Regions from separate parts of the Sus scrofa genome. Here region 2 is linked to region 1. Evidence: chromatin contacts called from public promoter capture Hi-C data. All regions are on one chromosome and are shown on one strand. The core of a region is the stretch at or near the end of the contact, and the rest is flanking DNA. Distances in the headings are between cores, read along the strand shown. Region 1 overlaps TBCK (TBC domain-containing protein kinase-like protein). Region 2 holds the start of NPNT (nephronectin).

Region 1 (2,809 bases), core at 229-2,728:
TCAGCTCCAATTAGACCCCTAACCTGGGAACCTCCATATGCCACGGGAGTGGCTCAAAAAAAGACAAAAAAAAAAAAAAAAAAAGTGTTCTTTCTATTGGATGAAAACCTATCTTACATGTGATGACATTCAAAAAAAATCTCTGCTCTCTATTGAAAAATAAATTAATATTAACTATATTTACATAAAATTTTGGAAGACAAATTTTACTACCAAATCAGACTCAATTTTTACAGATTATCTAATAACTATTACTTTTATTTCCTAAACTAGATTTCCTCTAGAAATTAAACAGTTTATGTGAATAAGTAATGCTTTAATCAATTATATATTAATATAGTAGATATCCTGCTTAGGTATGTACATATGACAAATGGAATATTAAAGTATATCTGTATGCACTGGCCTAGAAAGATATCCAGACTACTGTTAAAGGAAAAAAGAAAGTTGCAAAAAAATAGAAAATTGATGGAATTTCAAAAAGCATTTCTTAGAGTATATAATAGAAGTGTAATGATACTGAATCTATAACAATACTAACATTCTTCTAATAAATGTGCAAGAATAATATAACTGGAAAATTCTAGGAAGAAATATATTGAATGGAACAACTAACTGAAATTAATAATGGAGGTTAGAAAATGTCATCTATTTGATCAATCTGATTTTCAATTTTTTAAGATACCTTAGGAAGCAGTAAACCTACAAGGCCAAATAACATTTTATTATAACAGTTTGGTAGTATTTATTCTTTAATAGTTTTGACCATAAGGGGATTATCATATGTCTAGTGAAGCAGCTTGTTACTGTTTCACTTTTTAAATTTTTAATTAATTTATTTATATTTGTCATTTTACAGATGTATTTCCACTGCACAAAATTTTCCACCTCTGGGATACTTTACTACTTGGGAATTCCTCCTTTCCATTCTGTATTGGTGTAGCGATTCTTCAGCAGCTGCGTGACCGGCTTTTGGCTAATGGCTTTAATGAGTGTATTCTTCTCTTCTCTGATTTACCAGGTATGGAGATATAGATCTAGATATGTAAAAGTCACCAGTGAGTTCCTGCTGTGGCACAGTGGGATAAGGATATGACTATAGTGGCTCAGGTCACTGCAAAGGCACAGGTTCAATCCCTGGCCCAACACAGCAAGTGAACGATCCTGTGTTGCAGTAGCTGAGGTGTAGTCACAGTTGTGGCTTGGATTCAGTCCCTGATCTGGGAATTTCCATATGCTGCAGGTGCAGCCAGAAAGGGAAAAATAAAATAAAATAAATGGGATCACCAAATGAAATTTAATTATAGGAAAATGAGACAATTCTTACAGCAATTTACAAAAATAAGCATACAAGCCTTCAATATCTCTTCTGATTTTGAGCCTCATCCTCCTTCTCAGTATTCTCTCCTGTGTATACTACCTCTTCTGCTAGCCCAGAATTGTAGATACAAAACTGGGTCATACTAGCTCACTGTCATTTACCTTCATGTTATCATGTAATGCCACCAAAAAGGTAAAGGAGAGGGGGTGCTTTGACATATTTGCCTTTTGCTTAGGATAGGCTTGTTTATCTTTAGCTGATAGAAAGTAAATAAAGGCCACTTGGGAAAGTGTTTGAGAATCGAAGTTTATACAAAGACATAATTCACATGGAACTTTGCTCTCTCCTATCCACAGCTGCTTGTTAACAATTTGGCAGTTTGAGGAAAGGAAACACCATCCTCTTGAGAAAGCAAATCACACTCCAGGGAAATTCGGTGTTATACAATGCAGGATAGTTAGTTAAGCCAAATATTGTATTCACAAGTGAGGAGCTTGTAAATCTCGGAGTTGAATGCTTAAGTGTGAAATACGGAATGCAACTATGGTTTAAGCTTTGATGCAGTGGTTGACAAGATGAAAGTAATATGGTTCCATAGGATACCAAAGCGTACCAATCTGTGGAGGAAAAAAACCTACATTTTTTTCAGAAATCAAATGTTTCTCAGGTAGAAAAATTCTTTCTTCAAACGATTTCACTGGTTCCAAACCTTATATAAGTTTATTGCTGTTCTCCATATTTTCAGGCAGGCACAAGTAATTGTTGAAAATAAACACACTTAAAATTACTCAAGATAAATCTGCCTGAAAACCAAACAATGAATAGAAGAAAGGTTTCTTAAGATTATATATTTAATAATCACTCTCCGGAAAAATAAGAAACTTGCCACTTACCCCAATTTGTATTTTTAATGGATGAGCTATACTTGGTACTTCACTATTTCTCTTTTTCCTTTTTAAGAAAATAATAAAAATTATTGGATTTATTTAAAACTTCTCCCTTCTTCCCCTCAAATTAAAAGTATCACTATCTTTCTAATTTATCAAATTTTAATAATGTTGATATGAATAAATAGTAGTTTAGTCATTATGTTATTTTTCTGGGATATTATGAAAATCAAGTTATTTTTTTTTCTTTTGTTGGAGGTGAATAGTTACTGAGATCTAGTTTAACAAACTATGAATACTATCTGTACCCTGCAGATGTTTTCCCATTGTTCCTAACTTGCCAGAATAAATAAAGGATGATTTATTAGGATTAAAGGAATTTATCTTGTCAGCTCTAAGTAATATATAAGGAATGATGATTTTGCATTTTCAAGTCAGGCAAATTTAATACCTTTCTGATTCCATCCACAAAAGTTCCAGTTACTGATGAAGCAATCTGTTTTCATATTACATAGGCAGATTAGTGGTAACTCTGCTTGTCCATTAAAATAAGATTATTTCTGAAATCAGAAAGTAAGAATATATGTTAGAACTGACTCAT
Region 2 (2,809 bases), core at 93-2,592, 260 kb after region 1:
TGAATGACAGCGGAGCGGAGCAGAGCCTGAGGTTGTTGGAACCTGTCAGAGCACGCTGCAATCAAGCTCGCCCTCGGTCTCGGGATCTGTGTGTGCGTGCGTACCCAGACACACATACACACACACGCACACACGCAGCGTTACCCCCCCCCAATAATTACTGTGTGTGCCCTCCCTCAAGGAAACCTAGTGAGGAGGCAAACAGGTCCCCCCCTGGAAGCCCAGTCGCTTCCTTTCCCCCACTCTTTGTGTGAGCGGCCCTGACAGCCCCGACCACCTGGAAGTTTCCCCACTGCAGAGCTCTTTAAATTAACAGGGAGTTTCCTGGCCGAGGGATGCCCCGCATGTCACCTCCTCTGGGGCGGCTCACCAGTGCCCTCAGAGCCCAGATGCCGGACTCGAGCCTCCCTTTTTCTGCCGCCCTCATTCCCAAGCCGGGGGTGGGCAGCTCGCAAGACCTCGGCTGGTTCCCAGACGCGCAGGGGGCGCGCCCTCCAGGCCTGGGGCACCTCCACTGGTAGAAAGGCGGCTCGACGGCTCTGCTTCCGCCGAGGGTGTGCGGGGGCCCAACTTGACGGAGAACAGAGAGAGAGGACCCCAGGGCCGGGGTGAAATTAGCATGGGATGGGGCAGGAGAGGGAGCCCCGGGGGCCCACTCACCTCCCGTCGAACTCCGCAGCAGCCTGCAGGTAGAGCGAGGACCCGATCACCAGCGCCAGGAGGAAATCCATGTTGAGCGGCGAGTCCCGGGCAGCGGCGTAGCAGCGCGCGAGGAGCAGGTTGGGATACAGGAGGCGCGGGAGAGGCGCGCTCGCCTCCTGCTCTACCCCGGAGGAGCTGCGGGAGCTGGGAACCCCCGCAGCCTCCGCGACTACTGCTACCAATCTCAGCGGAGAGCGGCGCGGCAAGCAGCGGGAGCAAGTCTGCGCGCGGCGTCCGGGGCCCCTCCACCTCCCTCCCCGTGAGGGGAGGTGCTGCAGGGGGAGCTGCGCCGCCTGCGGGGAGGGGCGCAGGGGCGGGGGGCGCGCTTGCGCTCGACTAGCTGCTCTACCGGCCAGGGATGAAGGGTGAGGGCGCTCGGCCCCTCGCCGGGAAGCTCGGGGGCGGGGGCGCTGCGGGAAAGCAGTGTCCCTTGGGGACCGGCCAAGCGGGGCGAGCGCCAAGCTGGGAGGAAACTTGCAAGCCTGGCCGGGGAGAGGGAGAGCTGGGTGCTTGGCAGGAAAGTGTGAGCCGAGAGGAAAGGGGCTCCAGGCGAAGGTGCATGCTCTGAGGCTTCCTTCCGAACAGGTGGTGACCGCAGGGACAAGCCTAGCTTTCACCAGAGGGCGAAGTCCAAGGCGAGAGAGGTCTGTGGGACTGGAGCTGAACAGTGTCTGCATTTAGTGAAACCAAAGCACGACTTGGACAAATTAGCAAAGGCAAACTCTGGGAGTTTGCTTCTCCCGCGGAGTTGGCAGAAACAGATTTTTTTTTTTTTTTTTTAATTTTGTAACCAACAGAGGGAAACGCTTGGCTGCGAACTGCAGACTGTTTCTCTCTCTGCCGGCTCAACCCTGAGCACATTAGAGGGATATCAACAGCTACCTCTCCAGGGGCACGTGCCCGACCGACAGGGAGGGCAGTTATTACTTAGCAGTGATGTGGTGCCTGATCTTGCGGAGACCATTTAGAAACCATTTTGAGCAATGATTGCTGTTATTGTAGAGTAAAACGTATTGTACTAAAGGACTGTGTTCAAGTGAAAACACGCAGTGATTAACCTAAATTGCACGTGAACACATCAGTCCAATCAAGTCACTTCTCTTCCCAAACCCTTCCCGGAATGACTGCCCAAGGCCTCCTATACCTCTTGACCCGATCGCATGTGTCCTAATCCTAATCAAGGGCCTCGGTGCCTTTCTCTCACACTCCAGGCGTGCCCTTTGCCTCAGGCCATTGACTGACTGTTACTTCTGCCCGGACCCAGATATCTGCGTGGCTCATATTCTCACTTCGGTCTTTGCTCAAAGATCACCACTTTGAGGAGACCAACCTTGACCACCGTATTTAAAATTGCAGCCTGTCCCTTCCTGATGTCCCTTGCCTGTCCTACTTTGCCTTTTCTCCAAACCACTTATTTGATCTGTTTCCTATAGAATTTGCTTACTTCTTACTTGGCCTGTCTTCTTTCTACTAGGATACAAACTCTGCCAGAGCAGGTTTCTTTGTTCAGTGCCTGACATGTAGTAGGTGCTTATTAATGTTTATTGAAAGAGTTTGTTACATTACAGACTCCCCCATCATTATTATCTTTTTGAGATTTCTCCAATTTTAAATTTTTAATGGAAAATTCTCTGACAGTGACTTCACTATCCTGATCTCTTAGTGTATTTTCTGCAAGAAAAGGAAAAATAATGGTTTCAACTTAAGTGACTCTTTGATTTCCAAGTTGTTTTCTGTTAGCAAAACAAGTTTCTATTTTAATCTCAGGAAATATTCATGCCAGTTCAGGCTTGGGACATTATTTTAGGCAAACAGCTTGGTGTCATCCATTTCAGATCTTTCTAATGAACTCCAAAAATGTAGGAGTCAAAATATTTTTTCTGCAGAAAAATTTTTGTAAGTGTGATGTAGGCTTGCTTCCAGCTTCCAGTGGCTGCTCTTTAGCCATTGTCTTTGTTTATTGGTTCCTGATTGAGCAATGGATGATTAGGGTGAAAGGGACTAACCTACAGGCTAAAAACTAGAGATAGAGGGAAAGGAGGGTGAGTGGTAGTGAAAATAGGACAGTATCTGCAGTAAGATGTTGCTCCACCTTCTTTTATTTTTT

Evidence for each region. Promoter capture Hi-C pulls out the DNA fragments that hold promoters and counts their contacts.
Region 2: a promoter capture Hi-C map of fetal liver shows a contact between it and region 1, with 4 times the contacts expected there. The contact joins the promoter of NPNT here to the enhancer-like site in region 1. A contact is called at or near these places in 2 of 5 promoter capture datasets (fetal liver and liver), 4 of 47 Hi-C or Micro-C datasets (embryonic fibroblasts, epiblast stem cells, fetal skeletal muscle and 1 more) and 1 of 2 datasets of contacts at active chromatin or transcription factors (skeletal muscle).

The regions. Positions count from the first base shown.
Region 1 is chr8:115,598,468-115,601,276 of Sscrofa11.1, forward strand. TBCK (TBC domain-containing protein kinase-like protein) reads left to right here. Exons shown (of 26, transcript XM_021101700.1): 22 at 860-1,021. Among named protein-coding and RNA genes, the nearest start is that of TBCK, 120 kb to the left of the region's middle. Within about 2 kb of position 1,479, at least 2 of the 83 cell types and tissues checked have an H3K27ac peak or open chromatin away from gene starts, as enhancers often do. A contact at or near this core is called in fetal liver, where this site is marked.
Region 2 is chr8:115,859,828-115,862,636 of Sscrofa11.1, forward strand. It overlaps NPNT (nephronectin), which reads right to left and starts at 1,343. Exons shown (of 14, transcript XM_021101707.1): 1 at 661-1,343. The coding sequence starts at 731.